Regions from separate parts of the Zea mays genome. Here region 1 is linked to region 2. A link is a contact called in public Hi-C data. All regions are on one chromosome and are shown on one strand. The core of a region is the stretch at or near the end of the contact, and the rest is flanking DNA. Distances in the headings are between cores, read along the strand shown. Region 1 holds the start of LOC100283351 (succinate dehydrogenase subunit 3). Region 2 overlaps LOC103626142 (KH domain-containing protein HEN4).

The links. Hi-C and Micro-C count contacts between places; a contact is called where the count stands out from the background.
Region 1: a contact with region 2 is called in a Hi-C map of ear, with 3 times the contacts expected there. The contact joins the promoter of LOC100283351 here to the enhancer-like site in region 2. A contact is called at or near these places in 2 of 25 Hi-C or Micro-C datasets (ear and leaf).

Annotation. Positions count from the first base shown.
Region 1 is chr5:26,933,740-26,936,439 of Zm-B73-REFERENCE-NAM-5.0, reverse strand. It overlaps LOC100283351 (succinate dehydrogenase subunit 3), which reads right to left and starts at 1,437. Exons shown (of 4, transcript NM_001156252.2): 1 at 1,327-1,437; 2 at 1,050-1,100; 3 at 600-674. The coding sequence starts at 663.
Region 2 is chr5:26,818,315-26,821,014 of Zm-B73-REFERENCE-NAM-5.0, reverse strand. LOC103626142 (KH domain-containing protein HEN4) reads right to left here. Exons shown (of 8, transcript XM_035958980.1): 6 at 2,576-2,631; 7 at 2,400-2,493; 8 at 1,748-2,252. The coding sequence ends at 2,067. Among protein-coding and RNA genes, the nearest start is that of LOC103626142, 10 kb to the right of the region's middle. Within about 2 kb of position 1,289, at least 16 of the 20 cell types and tissues checked have an H3K27ac peak or open chromatin away from gene starts, as enhancers often do. A contact at or near this core is called in ear and leaf, where this site is marked.

The DNA of each region.
Region 1 (2,700 bases), core at 188-2,687, 120 kb before region 2:
TTAACATAATCCATCGTTTACTAAGTGACTTGTAAGCAGCTCTTGGAGACACTCTAACCAGAAAAAAAGAAGAGTATTCAGTAATAATAATATGGCGGACGTCTAAGTGCATTTCACCAAAGCGTATATAAAGAAACATGACTAGTCCATTCAGATATGTATATCGAACTATGCATCTAAAATCAAAATGAAAATAACGTATATAAATGAACTGATTAATGCTGCGAGGCATCCCTTTAGAGTGTAGACATCTGCCTCCAGGTAAGGAAGAGTACCTTACCAACTACATGTTGTAAAATGATCTGAGATATGGCCACTATTGGCATCCCTTTGTGCTATGCTAATGATATGACGGACCAGAACACAAATAATGATATACTGCTACACATCTTAACATAAGCCCCTAAGCTTCCAGAATGAAATGTTAGTGTCATTTCCAGCCTCACATTACAGCAAATCCTGAACAACATAGCGTAGTTGCAGTAGTTGGGGTGATTACAGTGTGCTACACCTATCTCCTAATGGGTTTCAGTGTCATATTGATTGTTGTCTTGAAAATACATGAAAGAAAGCATATAACAAACCGGAGCAGTTCTTACCACGGAGGGCAAACGGAGTCTCTCTCAATGGTGCAAATTGAGTGTTGCTGTTATACTTCTCCATTGCTGCACAGCCTGCACAATAACCAATAATCATGGATTAGCATCAGCACAAAATCACGATTTCGGTAAAAAAAATTTGAATACAAATTTTGCAAAGCTCAACATAGAAAGATTAACTGATATCAATTAAATTGGAGAATATCAAAATCAATTGATTATAATGAACTTGGTGCCTTAAAGGTTTAGAACAAACCCAAGTAATGCATTTCAGCAAATTCCTAGACCCTAGTCAATCTCAACGCTAACCATTGTGACTATGCACAGAGCTAAAAAGGCTACATCTGATAGCATAGAAAACATAAATTTGGGCATTGTAACATATTGAAATTTCTAGGCACTTTACTTATAAATTGGAGGAATATAAACATAAATTCGAGCGGGGTTTACCTTGCTGCTCCGAGGAGATGGAGAAGCCTCCTTAATAGATATACAGAAGATCTGCAGGAAGCGGAAGAAGAGGTCAAGAAAGAGAGGATCTGGGCAGCCGGCAGAGGGCCAACCCTAGTTTCCATGCGCAGAAAAAAAAATTGGAGGAATATGTGTGCGCCCAGTCGTGAGTCAGGGTGCGCGCCCGATCGATCCGCGAACATATCCGTGTCTGTGCACCACGATCCGCCTAAAATCCATCGGAATCCGATCAGGAGAGGCGATCCGCATTACTCACCCAAACAAAACGAGCTCGGCACTAGGACCGATTTTCCGCCAGAGGGACGCGTACGGAGGCAGTGGTCGGTGGTGCGGTGAGTGTGGTGATGCAATTGTAGTCCAAAATGTTAAACTAAAAGAAAGCAATCATACATACTTAAAAATACTTTCAATTGGTTTAAATTCAAAGTAACTTGTACATATCTGTCAAAATTGCAAATTAGTTACATTTTTACATTTTGTATTTGCTTTTGGTTTGTGTTAGCATCAATCACAAAAATAAAAATAAGGAGATTGAAAGGTAAATGACCTTAATATTACCTATAATCGATTTTGGTGTTCGACAACCATCACAAACCTTATGGACTAACTAGTTTACCTAGTTGATCATTTCGGACAAGAGAAGTTTTTTGGAAAAACACCTATGCGCGGATCATCAGGCCATTGCAGCGGACCGTCCGCGACACCAGGGTGAGCCTCGGACAGGAACATTGCAAAAACACAAGTTAACACTACGGACCGTCCGATGGAGAAGCGAGCACCGTCCGAGACCAAGCGCAGACCGTCCGGCCTAAGGCGCGGACCGTCCAGTCGTTGTAAAACCAGAAAACCCCGAAGGTGACGGGTTCGGTAAAATTCATTTTTTTGCGTCCTCGCGGACCGTCCGGGGTGCACGGCCAGACCGTCCGCGACTGTTTTATCTGACATCTGATGACGCATTAAATGCTCTATAGTCGTTGATATAGCCGTTACTGCTGACCGCTGCGATTTCAGTCGTTGATGTGCAGGGGCGGACCGTCCGGACCAGGGGCACGAACCATCCGTGGTCGGCAGGATTGGAGCAATGGCTAGAAAGTGGTTGGGGGCTATAAATACAACCCCAACCACCTCCATCCACTACATCCAAGCATTCCACTCATACACATTCAATACAAGAGTTAGCAATTCATTCCAAGACACATTCAAAGCTTCTAATCTCTCCAAATTCCATAATTGAGACAAATGATCATTAGTGATTAGTGACTTGAGAGAGTGTGATTCGTGTTTCATTTGTTGCTCTTGTTGCTTGGCTTTCTTAATTGTGCTTTCCTCATCTCTCTCTAAACTCTATAAGTGTTTTGTAAAGCTTGCAAGAGACACCTAATTGTGTGGTGATCCTTGCGGGGTCTTGGTGACCCGTGAGATTGAGAAAAAGCACTCGACCGGTCTGAGTGACCGATTGAGAGAGGGAAAGAGTTGGAATAGACCCGACCTTTGTGGCCTCCTCAATGGGAACTAGGTTCTTTGGAACTGAACCTCAGTAAATAAATCACCGTGTTCACTTGTTGATCTTCACTTTATTTGTTCCCCCTCTTTCCTCTCTCTAAAAGTTCCCTTGCTCATATAGATTTGA
Region 2 (2,700 bases), core at 40-2,539:
GTTGCGTCAATGGCGGCAGTGGCTGTGCGCCACTGTCTCTGGCCATTCTGGGATGTGGCGGCCTACAGAGGTTGGAGCTAGGGGCATGCTGCGTGCGAGTGGCAGTTGAGAAGGTGATGCTCTCAACGCGGTTTCAGTGGCAGCACGTGTGGCGCACACGGCAAGGTGTTCCTGGTTCCGTGTGCCTAGCCGGAGGGGATGTCAGCCGACGTAGCTCTGCGGCTGCTGCGGTAGCCAGCACGTCGGTGCCCTCTGGAGGGGTTTACGCGGAAGCCAAGGCGATGGTGACAGTGGTGGCTGCAAGCTTTGACCTGGGGTCCTGGCCTTTCGAGTGATGGAGGGCATCTTGGGCGAAAGTCTCGGCGACGGTGACACCCGAGGGCACCACTTCCCCCTGTTGAGGATGTCGCATTGTTGCGTCTTTCATGGGCGAAAGCCCAGTCCATCTTGGATATGTGACGGTGGCTTCCTGGACGTCACTCCCTTCCTGAAGGCGTCTTGCGCTCGTCTCGGCCTCAGCGTTGCCTTCGGTTGATGCTTTCGCTTCCCAGCGTCTGGATTGTGGGTGGAGGTGGGGTTTGCAACGTGAAGTCGAAGCTACCACGTTAGGGGAAGTGGCTCGGCAACGATGACATGAGGCGAACCCCCTTCCTCTGGTCTGGATTGTTTTGGAGGTCAGGCAAAAACCGAAGGTGGGTGTTGGATCATGATCGCTGGTGAAGAATCGGAGCTGCCTAGAGTGTGGGTGTCTTGAGGCCGGGCAACGATGGCGCATCACAGTCCTCCTTCTGTGTCAGGTTTAAGGTGTAGGAGTCGTCATGTTCTTTTGGCCGTGTGCGGCCTGTCTGGCGAAGTCGGAGCTGCTCGTACCTTGCGTTGAGCTCGGCAACGATGACTCTAGATGTGCTTTGTGTGTGGGGTTGCCGCTGCTTGTGTTATTTGGGCTCCCTGTGTAGGTTTCGGGCCCGATTTTTCTTAAAACTGGGTCAATTCTAATCTTCTTCTTAATGAAAAGGCAGAGCTCCTGCCATTACATAAAAAAACGACGGCTGAGTAGGAGAAATTGATGACAAGTAAGGCCATGTTCGCTTTTCACGGATTGGAGCCCTGAAATGGTTCCTAGCCAGATTATTTCTCTAATTTATATAAATTTTGATGAGCTGAAATGAATCCGAGTTCATTTCTGAAGATGGCCCTAAGGGTGTGGCCGAGCAGGGAGCGGGAGGGAGGGCATGGTCGAGCAGGACATGAGCTAGGGTACCACCGAAAATTAATTACTTTGGGTGGGCTAGCACACAAAGATAGCGCCGGGTTGACTTGGGTGGGCTAGCACGCGAAGATGGTTCGATGGGCTGGTTTAGACGATGGATCTCTGGTCACCCTAGATGATGAATAATGAATAGTGTCACCATATATGTATATATTTATATGTATAGCAAAAGTTGTGCACGTAAAAGAGCTAAAGTGACTTGCAATTTGGTACGGTGGGTACTTATAAAACATTTTGGTACAAAGAGTACTTATAAAAGGACAGATCAAATGTTGGTAGCTCCCATATTATCAGGATCTAAACAGACACAAACTTTAGGCCTCTTGGAACGTGGGATTTTTTTCCCCTGTTTCCCATGTTTTTTCTGAGAAAATAAACTGATTTCTATGAAATTCATGCGTTCCAAGAGGCCTTACCCATATATTTTGCAGAGATGCTGTAACTTCTAAAAATGAAACGGCATGGGTGAAGCCAGTCTCAACCAGATTGAGCTTTTTTTTTTGGCCCAACTCTGCAGATAACATAATTATCCGGCCTCTGAAATCTGACCTAAAATAGCAGCCGTTGTAACAGTAGGGTTCAAACATTCAGAAACAAATACAACTACAGAGACAGCTTGTCACTTAGTATTTCATGAGAGAATCAGCATTACTTGTCCTATGGCATAATATAAGTTATCATGCTTGCACGGTCAATTTAAACAGCTACCATTAACATCATCGATGCATCTAATCTGCAGTCTGAGATAACTCCAGCCAACCCTGCTGACTCGGTTTTCCCCTGCCACAACCAGAAGCTATCCCCATCTTGGGTAAAGTGGCATGCGAGAAGAATGGGATTGCTGCTGCCTGCTGTTCGCGCTGATAAAGCCCTCCAGGAGGCTCTGCGCAGCTTTTGCTTGGTCCAGTGTGCCCTGGATCTCCACCACAGACTCAGAAGAACCAGCATGAGCCTCATGTAGCCTCAGTCTTGCACCAGAAATCTGGTGTCAAGTAGAACATTAGTGAGAAAATCTATTATGTCATAAGGACACATTTCATATAGCAGTTGCCCATGGAAGAGAAAAACTAATCATAACAGGGGAATGCATTTCATATAGCAGTGTCCATGGAATAAATAACTTCTATACCTGACGTATCTCTGCTAAATTGACCCCGCCAACACCAACAATAGACTCCAAAGAACTATTTGGAATCCTTAGTTCAATAGTGCTCGAGAACCTTCTGCCAGAAAAGGTATTTTCAATGAAATCTGTATAGGTAAAATTAAAATTATGTTCAGGAAGTAAGGCCTCCAAAGTCATACCCAGAAGCACTTGGCAGTCCTCTATAGTCCTCCAGTCCATGAATTTGTCCAGCAGCCTGTGCAATGATAAAATTTAAATATATACAGAATATGAGATGTTCTGGTAGGCATAGATAATATCAAGA